Linked DNA regions of Mus musculus: regions 1 and 2 are each linked to region 3. A link is a contact called in public HiChIP or PLAC-seq and promoter capture Hi-C data. All regions are on one chromosome and are shown on one strand. Each heading gives the region's core, a stretch centred on a gene start, on an enhancer-like site or on the middle of the called end of the contact. The rest is flanking DNA. Distances are from core to core; before and after follow the strand shown. Region 1 overlaps Atf1 (activating transcription factor 1). Region 2 holds the start of Lima1 (LIM domain and actin binding 1). Region 3 holds the start of Dip2b (disco interacting protein 2 homolog B).

Region 1 (4,202 bases), core at 992-3,491, 210 kb before region 3:
CCCAGCTGCCTGTAAAAACTCCAACAGGAGAGACTGTAAGGAAACCTTCCTATACCCCCACCCCATATTGTCTTGGAAACAAGAGCCTGATATAAAGACAGCCCGGTTGCAGGGATTCCTGGAGAACTGCTCAGGTGAACAAGGTGCAGGAAGGAGATCACCCAGAAAGAGGACTGGCCCTAAGAGAGCTGTGGCTCTCATGAGACCTCATACCATTCCACAGAGAAAGGCTGGGCACTACCAGGTGTTGTGACCCAAATAACCACTCTTGTTCCAGCAACCCTCTGCCTCAGTTTCCACAGTGTGGGATTATGGCCGTTCTTTCTTCACCACACTGTGGTCTTCACCTACTGTCTCACTGGACTAAAAAATGTCAGGCTAGCTTCCAGCTGCCCCTTTCAGCTTTTCCTTCCAGCCCATCTCCATTCCTTTGTGACGTCTGCAGAACCAATCTCTCCAGGGCCTCCATGGGCACAGTAGGCTAGACTCAGATCAGTGCATCCCTCAACCTTCACTGTAGAAGCTGCTTTCCACATGAGGCGGGGATTCTCAGAGACCCACAGCTTCGAGACAGTGTGCAGAGACTTTGTAAAACTTAAGCACTCAGCCCTAAATGGGACGTCATCAAACCCCTCTCCTCAAAGCCCAGAGACCCATGGAAGAGGAGGAGGAGGTAGTGTAACTCCATGGAAACTGTCTTCAGACACAGCAGGACCGATGCTCACATGAACGAATGGCGACAGTGTGCACAAGACCAGCACAATCCAAACCAGCAAAAATCTCAACTCAGAAGGGGAAGAGGACAGACTCCCAACCATGACGCTCTGTGCAGCAATGCTGGGAAAGGGAGACCCACTGTGTATCAACTGCACTCCACTCAGAACAGGCCGCTCATGGATCTCTCTCTCTGACATTAAAGGCGTGCACACAACCTCCACATAACTTCCTTTTTTTGCTTGTTTTTGTATAGAAAGAGAGACCACAAACACACATAACATTGGGACATGGAGTTTAGTATCTGTTGACTGTTTGAGATGTTTACAATAATCAACCTGCACTTGGTGGTGCACACCCTTAATCCCAGAGGCAGAGACAGGCGGATCTGTGAAGTTCCATGCCAATCAGAGATACACAGTGAAACCCTGTTTCAAAAAACCAAAAATAAGTAGCACAGGTATCTATAGAGCCCCAAGCCATACCGTTAAGCCTTGGGGGTTGGGGAGTCCTTTTGTTTAGCGCTTATCATTATGATATTCTTGAGGCTAGCTACATTTTATGTCAGTCACACACTGAAGAGGAACAGACCGGAGCACCTCCGGAGGTGCAAGGCCCTTGGACAGCTATAAAGTGTCCTTCCTCGGCAGGAAAGATGGCTGTTCTCAAGGGTCTTTCACTCAAAGAACAAAGGGCCTTTCCAACTTCCAATACTATAGCCATCATGGAAGAGAAGCCACACTTCTCAGAGTTCAAGGCCAGGGTGGCTGGATGGCCCGGGTTGCCAAGCCTGACGACTGGAGTCTAAACCAGGAATCCACATGGTTAATGGAGAACCGTCAGCCTGCAGGTGTCCTCTGACAGTCACATGCATGCCATATCCCAGAATGCAGTGCTCATTCCATTCTCAATGTCAAACTATTAAACACTCAGAGTATAAACATCAGAACATAGAATATCTATGCGCTCGCTTCATACCAGGAATCAATAGATGGTAATGGTACAACATACTACTTCAGATTAACTCCTGTCCTACACTTGGGTGCTGTCATTCCCTGTGCTAGGTTCTCTTATTTCTTTCCCTTCTGTGGCACTGGGGATCAAACCCAGGGCCTTGGTACATACAGATAAATGCTCTACGTTGACATATGTCCCCAGTTCCCTATTTTGTTATCAAGCCACCAAATGAGTCGTTGTTATTGTTGTAAGAAGCCGACAGTAACAAGTAAACACTCATCTTTTGGGGAAGCACAGGGACACCAAACCCCAGGTCTTGCACATGCTAGGCAAGTCTTAGTAATGACATTAACCACTGGTATCCTAGTTAGGGTTTCGCTGTCGTGAAGACACCATGACCAAGGCAACTCTTGTAAGAACAACATTAAATTGGGGTTGGCTTTACAGGTACAGAAATTTAATCCATTATTATGGCTCTAGAGGGGCTAAGAGCCCTTGTTCCGAAGGTAGCTGGAAGACTGACTTCCAGGAAGCTAAGAGGAAGGTCTCAAAGCCCATCCCACAGTGACAGACTTCCTCCATCAAGGCCACACCTACACAAACAAGGCCACACATGCTAATAGTGTAGCTCCCAGGGCCATGCATATTCAAACCACAACTGGGGTACATTCCTAAGTACAGAATTCTAGGCTGAAAGGTAGATCTCAGTCCATTAATGTCTAATGGTACTGTTCAAAACATCTGTTGTTAGCTTAACAGTCATTCCTTTCTAAATACTTTCTCACTTTTGGAAGCTTTTTAAAATCTAACACTTATCTGGGCTGGGAGCACAGCTAGCTCAGCAACAGCCGCCTAGTGTGCTGGCCAGTGGACAAGATGTAGCTCATGTAGACGCATAGACGCACGCCTCCCATCCTCTCCTTCCTCCTATTTACCTTTGTGCTCATCCTGGGTAGTTTACTTGGATTCTCTGATTCCCCCATTCTTCAATCACATCTAAACTGTTGTAAAGGACCTACCTATCTTTCTAGGTTTGTTCATTTTCAAAGTCCTCCCAGTCTTCTGTTCCAGTGGTAGGGTCTCTGTATCTTTCCTGATTTAAACCAGACATAGAGTCCCTGCTAATTTCATGATCTGGGTTCTTTAGGGAGCTTATACTACATCTGTTGCTGTCTGCTAATACATTATTTCTTTTAGCTTTTTTAGCTTTCAGTTGAATTCTTTAGGGTTCCCCACACACAATTGTTGATTTGTTAAAACAAAAGGGTGATATCCTCTGAAGCACCGTGTGTTAATTACATCAGGTTCCATTGTAAACTTGTGCTTTGGAGCCCAGAGCAGGGAATGAAGGAACTGGGGAAGGCCCGTAGGCAGAGCGCTAGGATGCAGCCCCTTTGCTATGTTGTGTACTATGAGGGTCTCATCCTACAACACGCTCCCGATGAACATAGACTTTACACAGGCACAAAACCAATGGAGCCAAACCAGTCAAATGGAACCAAATCAATCTTTCCTATTTAAAATGGCATTAAAGATGGCAGTTATTGCAGCCTAGGGATGGCCCAGTGGTTAAGATCACTTTTGCAGAGGACCTGCGTTTGTTTTTCAGTGCCCTTGTCGGGCAACTCATAAGCACCAGCTCCAGGGCATGTAAGCCTCTTCCAGCCTCTGTGGGCACTGTACTCATGCACACACCCTAACACATGCACACAATCAAAACTATAGAAAACAAACCCTTTCAAAACTACACAAAGATAACAACACACCTGTCCACTGTTGATTCAATCAAAATTCCGAGTACCTAGCTCCATATCGTCTTTAACTGACAGACTTCTGCGGCTGGGGTTTTTGCTACTTTGTGCTGTTGGATTTTTCTGTTAATTCTACTTTCCTAGCGGGGCTGTCTGTCTGGACTGAAGAATGAGTCAGACTCAGGTGACTCCTAGTGAACCATTCCCTAATGAATAAAGGAATCAATCACTGGGTGAGAAGGCGGGACTTCCGGGTTGGACGTAGGAAAAGAGTTAGGGTCATTTTGGACAGGAATATCTTAAGGACAAGATGTAGCTGCTTAGTGTCTCCTGGTTTCAACAGTGGATCTGCCAGGATTCGCCACAGGAGGATTTAGATTTTATATGGCTTGCAAGATTAGGATTCTAGTTGTTGCGCCCAGAGATTGGGTTACCATTGTTTCTGAACTAAGTCTGTGTGGCAGTTTCCTTCACCAGGCGGGTCGACTAGGTTCGAGAGAGAAAAGTACAGAGGTTAAGAGTGGGTTTGCCAGATGTGCACCACAAAGGCCATGGGGGATTTGAAGCATGGAGCTGGTGTGGTAGCGACCGCCCGTGGGAACTTAGGGAGCTGGATGGTGGAGAGATTTGGAACTTAGGGAGCTGGATGGTGGAGAGATTTGGAACTTAGGGAGCTGGATGGTGGAGAGATTTGGAACTTAGGGAGCTGGTGGAGAGATTTGGGGCTCCGAGTCAGAGAGTATTTGAGACGAGAACATCCTGCTGGAGCCACGTGGCCAC
Region 2 (3,888 bases), core at 663-3,162, 160 kb after region 3:
GCTGTTGTTGTGGAGAATGGACTCCTAATTGGCTCGGTCCTGTGTTTTCTATTGAGGGGATTCCGTATACAACAGAGTGAGTTTGTTGAAGTCCGGTCCCATATTGGTAACACATCCTCTTTAACATTCTCCTGTCCCAGCTGGTTTTGTGTGTCAACTTGACACAGCTGAAGTTATCACAGAGAAAGGAGCCTCCCTTGAGGAAAGGCCTCCATGAGATCCAGCTATAAGGCATTTTCTCAATCAGTGATCAAGGGTACGAGGGCCCATTGTGGGTGGTGACCAGTTCTCAGGCCTTGGATTATTCATGTTTAATGGTGTTAACACAAAATAAGCAGGCCATTAGCCTAAGGTTATTTTTGTACCAGAAAGTCCTTCTAACTGATTAATTCTGAATCGAGACAGCCATTCACAGATAGCCAACCAGTCAATTGGTTATATAACTAGGGAGCTGCCATGTGACCGTATCAAATAAAGCAAAGCCAATATCATTACTTCCTTGTTCGGCTTATGAAGCTCCTTTCCCAAGCTGTTAGAGAAGTTTGCTGATTTCCCGTTTAAAAAAACAAAAACAAAAACAAAACCCTTTTAATCTTCGAATAAAGTTAATTTGCTTCTTTAGTACATTTATCCAGAAATCAGTCTAGGTTAGATTTTTGAATGATATTCTATCCTTGGTGAATGGCTCAATTCCTTAAAACTTGTTCATCAACAGCTTTTTGTAGGTTTCTTGTTTTGTTCCTTTTGGGTTATTCTCACTCTGTAACACTGGACATCCAGGGACTCAAGGCAACCATCCTACCTCAGTTGCCAGGATAAAGGCCACATGTCCTGTGCCCTTTGCCAGTGACTGCTTTAGGAGTTGAACAAATCTTTCTACCACTGGCCCTTATGATACTAATCAACACTCACATGAAAAGCCTCAGAATTCCTTTCGTTTGGTATGTCACTAGACCTCAGGAAAGGATACTATCAAAAGGCTTCGTGCAGAGAGGAATGGTGGTGGAGCCAAGAATCTGAGGGCTGGATGGCCACATGCTATGTCTCCTCATGATCTATTCAGACCCTCACATTCCTAGTGCAGAAACAGAAACAGGTCTTGCAGACACTGTTGAGAAGTGCAAGCCCACTCTAGGGTGTGTGCTACTACCCTTCTCTTAGAGCCTCTTTTAAAAAAGACTTTTATTTAATCTTATTAGTATGTATATGTGTGTGAGTGTGTGATGTGTGTGCAGTTCCTCACGGACGCCAGAAAATGGTATCAGGTTCCCCAGGTGCTGGAGTTACGGGCAGTTTTGTGAGCCAACAGCTCAAAGATCACTTCAGCTACACTGTGAGTTCCAGGCTAATCTCAGCTACATGTGATGACCCTCCTCTGTCTCAAAAGAAAATGAAGGAAAACCACCCGTTGTTGAAAAAAACAAAAAACCAAAAACCAAACAAACAAAACCCATAGCTCTTGGAGAACTTGGACACCACCTACTCTTATCTAATCCTATCCTTTCCTGAGGAAACTCAGGTCCACTGAGGTGAAGTGATCCAATGTAGTCTGAGCCAGGCCTCTTTGGCAGCTCTTTGCAGCACAGGGCATGGCCTCTCTTAAAATACCTTTCCACAGAACTTACCCCGACAGCACCAGGAACTTCCCTGAAGTTGCACTTAGACCAGATTTCTGGGTGAGTCTCAGATCAAACTGCTGCAATCTCTAGTCAGAGAGAGATAGGGTGAGCCAGAAAGGGGACACGACCAAGTTGGAGGCTGACACAGGAGCCACGCCTCCTGCAACACCACCGCTACTAGGGCGACGCTCCGGTCACGAGTTGAACACGCCGCCGGGAGCGAGCACGTTCGCTCCAAGGCCGCGCGGGAGGCGGGAGACGGGCGCGCCTCCGCGGCAGGGGGCGGGGCTCTGAGCGGGGCCGGGGCGGGGCCGCGGAGCTGAAGGTGCTGCAGCCCAGTTGCGACAGGTGCGCTGGGCAGACAGAGCGCAGGACCGTGGCCGTGCAGCGCCGAGCCCCGACGGCTTTCTAGTCAGGTAAGCGCTTCCTCTCGCCTCGCCCTCCGCAGCCTGCATGCGCGCGGAGACCCTGCTGAGCCCCGCACTCTCCCCGCGTATTTTGAGGCGGTGGGTAGCAGGAGCAGGAGGCTCACCCCTTGGGGTCCACGTTGGAGGAGCCTCCCATGCTCCGCCCTCCCTTCTGGGAAGTCCAAGGGACTGAGACTTCGCTGCCTGGGCCCCTGGTCTCGCACGGGATGGAGGGAAAGTGGCATTTCATCAAAAGTTAAAACACCCTCTTAGGGAGGTAATCCTGCCACTCTTTCCTTCTTCCACGCGGCCGTTCCTTTTCCAATTTTTCTCCCGTCCATTCCTCCAGATGAACTCTGGTTAAGACTTAACATCCTTCCGAACAGTTCCTACTTGCTGTGTCCTTCCCAAATCGCTATGGTGTACTTGAGCTGGGATCCACTGCTCACTCGCATCCGTAGGTGTTAATATTAGGTAACTGTACACCCCTGGCCACACACACTGGAGCTCGAAGTCGTGGGTGCTAGGAGCGAACCATCTGGCACCCGTCCTAGCCTTCTTATTGGTGCTCACAACAATGAGTTTAGCTGATCCTGGTGAGAGATACTGATCTGCTATTGTCTTGCAACTAATTCCAGCTCTCAAAAATCTGCCTAATCCAAATGGTTCTGTTGACTTTGCAAGTTAGCCGAAGACTGTGAGGTTATGTTTTTAAGACGTTGACCTTTGGAGGGCAGATCATCCTTGGCACGGAAGTGGGTGAGTGGGCTACTTTGTATCTACATAGTTACTGGTACAAATACCTAGTCCAGTTAGTCTATGGACGACCAAGTGTGATCATGTTTAGACAGCCTTCAAAAAGCTATAGAGTTAGCAGGAAAGAACAACTCCTCCTCAGTCGTTGTCTTCTCCTCCTCCTCTCCCTCCTTTTTCTTCTTCTCTTCCTCTTTCTGCTTCTTCAGAGAATCCCTGACTAGCCTTGAGCTGGCTATCTAGCTTTGGCTGCCTGAAATATGGCTGCCTCTGCATCTTGAATGTTAGGATTAAAGGTGTGCTCCACTGTCCCTGACCTTCAATATATATATATATATATATATATATATATATATATATATATATATATATATATATATATATATATATATATATATATATATATATATATATTTTAAAAATTACCATTTGTGTGATGTGTGTGCATGAATACCAGCCATCGTGCTATGGTAGGCTTGTGGAGGTCAGAGGGCAGCTTATAGGAGTTGGTTCTCTCTAACTTAGGATTTGAGGATCAAACTCTGGTCCTTAGTCTTGTGCAGCAAAGGTTTTCATCTTCTGAGCCATCTTGCCAGCCCAGAGAAGTTCGTTCGTCCTTTCTTTCTTTCTTTCTTTCTTTCTTTCTTTCTTTCTTTCTTTCTTTTCTTCTTCCTTCCTTTCTTTCTTTCTTCCTTACTTTCTTTCTTTCTTTCTTTCTTTCCTTCTTTTGCTTTTTTACATTTATAGTGTGTGCATGCGCGCGTGTGCGCATGCGCCATGGCATGTGCATTGAATGTAGGTCAGATGAGAACTGTGGGGTCTGTTCTTTTCTTCCAGGATTCTTCCTGGAACCCCTGCGGGTTCCAGGGTTTGAACTCAGTGCATCAGGCTTCATGGCAAGCACCTTTTCCCTGATGAGCCATCTTCCCAGCCTGAAAAAGCTTAGCTCTTTTTAAAGGTCTGCATGCACATATATGTGCATTGGTTCAACAAGGTAACATGGTACTAAATTATGTTAGGAATTCTTGAGGGGACAAAACATTTTTTTTCCCAGTGACTTTTATGCCCATTCTTTTGTGGATTCAAAGTTGCAAAAGCTCCTACCCTTA
Region 3 (4,468 bases), core at 821-3,320:
CACTGCAGGCTCAAGGTTCCTCAACTGCTATTTTCTTCTAGAGTGCAAAGACATAAGATGCAGGACAATGCAGTACAAATCCTTAAGAGAGAAATTTAAACTAAGTCGTGTGCCAATCAAAGTATCCTGCGTGGAAGAATAACCAATTCACTGGTCCTTAAAAAAAAACAAAACATTTAAACCCTGGCATTCCCAGTTTCTAAGACTTTCACACCTTTTCAGGGAGTAGGGTGAGCTAGTCAGTAGTGGAACCTAGAAAGAGCCTTCCAAAGATGTCTAGAAACACCAAGAGCTGTAAACAATAATCGTGTGGAGCAGATCCATACCAAGGGGAGCACCCAGGATTTCCCTTTCCCGGTGAAAGCAATCAGGTCCTATTTTTAATCTCCCCCTCATGCAAACATCCAGGGAAACCTCCCATTCTGGCTAATGAAAGCTATAGCTGATTTGTTACTGAAAGTAAATACAGAACTGTTTTAAAAGATCTGAATGGAATTCGTCACACTCGGTGGCAACACTTTCACAAGAAGATGACAAGAAAAAAACAAAACCTTAAGGGAAATATATTTTAATAAACTACTTCAAATGTTTTTTTTTTTTTAAATCTGGTAAATATTGTAACCAAAGGTATCACCGGGCAAGCAACCCAAAGGTTTCCTATCTTCCTAAACGCTTCCCCACTGATTAATTGAAAAGTAATATGTTGATAATTGCATGCAGGTGAAAAGATCACCACCCTACACATTGGGAAAGCCTTAAAGGGTTATTAAAATTAATTATTTCCTTCAATCGAGTAAGATCTGTGACACTCAAACGCACTTCTGGCTTTTCACTATAAGTGATTCTCAAAAAGGTTTGAAAAAGCCCAGTGTCGTGACAAGTTAACAAAAAGTCGGAACTAGAACGCTCCTGGGAACTTGATCACATTCCTTACTCTTTTCCAATCAACAGTTTTTAGTGAACTTGAAAAATACTGGGGAGGGTCTTTGGCAAGGAATTCAACAATATGCAACTCTGGAGACATCAGCGAAGTGTACGGAAACCAAGCGCGGAGAAAATGCTGCTTTTGTTCAGAGGCCGCCTGCGATAAAAACAGGAACTTTACAGAGAAGCTGATCTCCACAGCACATTCGCCTGACCACATGCCCACAGCCGGCATTGAGGTCCTCATTGTTATCCAAGGCACTTCTCTTGTAACAGAGCCCAGATTTAGTCCATGTTTGAAATTATCTACACAAACCCAACCCTCCCTGTACCAATCCATTGTCAAAAGAAAGAGGGTGCCGGCCAGGATTTGCATGTACCCGGTAGCCACCTCTACAAAGACTCCAAAAGGTGACCAGATAGGAAAACCTAGACTGAATGCAGGTGGCAAGAAAAGCCTGCTGCTCCCAAGGACAGAGGCGGTCTAGAGGCAGCGGATCGGGGGGTCTCTGGGTTAGCGCCACCGCTTCCGACCTCCCTCGGACCCTCAATGGCTCCCCCGCTCCTTTCTCACGCCTGTCACTGGTGAGGCACCTCGCATTGTTAGAGAAGCAGGAAGACGTGCAGCTGCGGCGTCCCCCTGCGCCTCGTTCTGAAGCCGGAGCGAGGGGACAGGCGAGCGGCCCTTCGGGAGCAAGGCAGCAGAGGGGCAAGGTGTCAGCCGGAGGGCGCAGCTTTGTCTCCAGCTGACCCGTCCCCGGGTCCTGCGGGGCCCCCCAGGGACAACAATGAAAGCCCAGCCGCGCTTCGCGGGTGGGGAGCGGCGAGCCCCGCCAGCCCAGCCGCCCACAGGCCGCCGCCCGCTCGCCCGCTCGCCCGGCCCGCCGCGCGCTCGCCTACCCTCAGACAGCTCCAGCTCCAGCTCAGCCAGCTGCGCCCGCACCTCGGGGGGCAGCGCGGCCACCGCGGCCGGCGACGGCTCCAGGCCTCGCTCCGCCATCGCGGCTGCGCCAGCCACACTCCGGAAGACGAGAGGGGGCCGAAGGAGGGACGGACTGACGCGGGCCCACACCCCGGCTACAGGATCCGGCTCCAGCCGCCGAGAGCCGCCGGCGCTGCCGCTGCCGCCGCCGCCGCCGCCGCCATGAGCGAGGGTCACGTGAGCGTGCGGCCCCGCCCCCCGGCCTGGAGCTCGTCCCGCCCCGGAGACGCAGGACGGGCGTGGCTACAGCGCCCTCTACCGCGGATCTTGGAGAGCGCAGGCTGCCGTCGCCTGCTCTGCTCTCCTTGGGAAGATGCGGCACCTGCTGCATATGACGCCTACCTTCCACAAACTCTCAAGCAAGAGGACTCCGGGACGTTGCCCTTACTTCTTCCAGTCCCTCTCACTCGGGAGAGCATGCATCTGTCATGTCTTTTCCCCCATTTTCCCTGATGGACCTGCCTACAGGCCACATCCTTCATCTACCCCAGATTCTGGATTATGCCTGCCAACAACTCTTTGATTTCTTTTTCGGTGCTTCTTGTAATCCCAGCACTCAGGAGGTGGAAACCGGAGGATCTGAAGTTCAAGGTCATTCTCTCCTCAGTGAGAGCCAGCCTGGGCTACATGAGACCTGTCTCAAAACACAAGAAAAAAGATCACAGTCGAACTTGCTTCATCTTGCCTTGACTCCTAAAGACTTATAAAAAGAACTTCTGTGGGAATAGGGGTTGGGGACATGGTTTCATTGTTACAATCGCTGGCTGCTTCTGCAGAAGGCCTAAGCTCAGTTCTCAGCACTGGGCGTCTAATGCCAGCTTGAGGACCTCTGCAGACCTCTACACACACGGCTACATACACCGCATTCGGTATAATGGTGCACGCCTTTTATCCCAGCACACAAGAGGCAGAAGCAGGCTAATCTCTGAGTTTGAGGCCAGCCTGGTCTACATAGTGAATTCCTATTCAGCCAGGGCTACACAGTTAAGACCCTGTCTGGAGGAGCGAGGAACGGAGAGGGGAGGGGGAGGAGAGGAAGAGGAAGAGGAAGAGGAAGGGGAAGAGGAAGGGGAAGGGGAAGAAGAGGAGGAGGAGGAGGAGGAGGAGGAGGAGGAAGAAGAAGAAGAAGAAGAAGAAGAAGAAGAAGAAGAAGAAGAAGAAGAAGAAGAAGAAGAAGAAGAAGAAGAAGAAGAAAGAAAGAAAGAAAGAAAGACATCTCTTTATGCAGTCTTGCCTGACCTGGAACTCTCTACTCAACCGACAAAGGACAAAGATCCACTTTCATCTGCCTCCTTGCTGAGTGTTGGAATCAAAGACGTGCCCTAGCTTGATGGGGAGTTGGGGATAGCTTTTTTTTTTTTTTTTTTAGCCACCTCAGTATGTAACCTATATGTAGTCCAAAAGTACTCATTCTAGTTTAGTATATATAAGGAAGGCCAAAAAAAAAAAATCCCTGTATTCTTTTTCCCCTCTTTTATTATTATTATTTTCTTTATTTACATTTCAAATTTTACATTCCTGTATTCTTACCAAAAACTATTAAGATCTTTATTTTACATTGTAACTTTTGTGTTTAGTATTGAAATTTTGTCACAGGGAGACAACTGATTTATGATTTTTTTCCCCACTGTGTGCATGGGGGGGGGGGGGGTGGCACACACAGCCTGAGGGGATCCTAGTGTCTCTTTCTTTCCAAGGTGCTCCAAAATGGAAGCTGGGGATGTTAGAAGCAGGGAGCCCAGGAGTCAATCCCCAACATTACATAAACTGAGGAGCTAAATTCAAAATCAGTCTGCTCTGTCTCGAGTTCTAGGCGGGCCAGGACTCATAGAGAGATGTTATCTCAAAGCCACCATAAAGGAAAGAAGGAGGGAGGGAGGGAAAGAAGCGTGAGCTCAAAGCTGCTTAGGGGCAAGACGTTGAGATTACCTCTGAACTGAGCTAATGAGTGCTACGGATGTAATCCCATGTAAAGTTCTTGACTCCATGACATTCCGGAAGCCCCAAGATCCACCAATTTGTTCAATTGCACCTAGTATTATTTATGTATGAATTTATTTAGTGTATGGGTGTGTGTGTGTGTGTGTGTGAGAGAGAGAGAGAGAGAGAGAATGCCCATGTGGAAATCAGAGAAGAACTTGCAGGAATCTGTAGTGAGGCCTTGAGGAAGTACTCTTACTCTGGAGTTGTCTCATCTCGGTTTAGTTTAAGACTACTTAATGATTTGGGGGCTGGAGAGATGGCTCCGCAGTTAAGAGCACTGGCTGTTCTTCCAGAGGTCCTGAGTTCAATCCCCAGCAACCACATGGTGGCTCACAACCATCTGTAATAGGATCCTATGCCCTCTTGTGGTGTGTCTGAAGACAGCTACAGTGCATGCATATAAATAAAATAAATACATCTTTAAAAATACTAATGAAAAAAAGACTATTAATTCATGACACCTTCCATCAAGAAATGAGATCCAAACAGCAAGATGGCTCAGTGGGTTTCTAGTCTGACGGACAGCCTGTGTTCAGTGCCTGGAATCCACATGGTAGAAAGAAAAGACTGACACCCAAA

Evidence for each region. HiChIP or PLAC-seq counts read pairs in DNA pulled down with a chosen protein or histone mark. Capture Hi-C pulls out chosen DNA fragments and counts their contacts.
Region 1: an H3K4me3 HiChIP or PLAC-seq map of embryonic stem cells shows a contact between it and region 3, with 9 times the contacts expected there. The contact joins the enhancer-like site here to the promoter of Dip2b in region 3. A contact is called at or near these places in 20 of 39 promoter capture datasets (the 3T3-L1 cell line, 3T3-L1-derived adipocytes, the C10 cell line and 15 more), 2 of 15 datasets of contacts at CTCF or cohesin (large pre-B cells and pro-B cells), 17 of 484 Hi-C or Micro-C datasets (the N1E-115 cell line, Th1 cells, bone marrow-derived macrophages and 13 more), 28 of 115 datasets of contacts at active chromatin or transcription factors (the 230-238 cell line, the SCID.adh cell line, T-cell acute lymphoblastic leukemia and 18 more) and 4 of 9 other capture datasets (adipose tissue, embryonic stem cells, liver and 1 more).
Region 2: a contact with region 3 is called in a promoter capture Hi-C map of adipose tissue. The contact joins the promoter of Lima1 here to the promoter of Dip2b in region 3. A contact is called at or near these places in 2 of 39 promoter capture datasets (cranial neural crest and hippocampal neurons), 1 of 484 Hi-C or Micro-C datasets (embryonic stem cells), 1 of 115 datasets of contacts at active chromatin or transcription factors (pancreatic cancer cells) and 3 of 9 other capture datasets (adipose tissue, liver and pancreatic islet).

Annotation. Positions count from the first base shown.
Region 1 is chr15:100,246,935-100,251,136 of GRCm38.p6, reverse strand. The region is part of intron 3 of Atf1 (activating transcription factor 1); the gene reads right to left. Among named protein-coding and RNA genes, the nearest start is that of Atf1, 21 kb to the right of the region's middle. Within about 2 kb of position 2,241, at least 25 of the 459 cell types and tissues checked have an H3K27ac peak or open chromatin away from gene starts, as enhancers often do. A contact at or near this core is called in acute myeloid leukemia, bone marrow-derived macrophages, embryonic stem cells and 2 more, where this site is marked.
Region 2 is chr15:99,873,480-99,877,367 of GRCm38.p6, reverse strand. Lima1 (LIM domain and actin binding 1) reads left to right here and starts at 1,912. Exons shown (of 11, transcript NM_001113545.1): 1 at 1,912-2,035.
Region 3 is chr15:100,036,266-100,040,733 of GRCm38.p6, reverse strand. Dip2b (disco interacting protein 2 homolog B) reads right to left here and starts at 2,070. Exons shown (of 38, transcript NM_001159361.2): 1 at 1,825-2,070. The coding sequence starts at 1,924.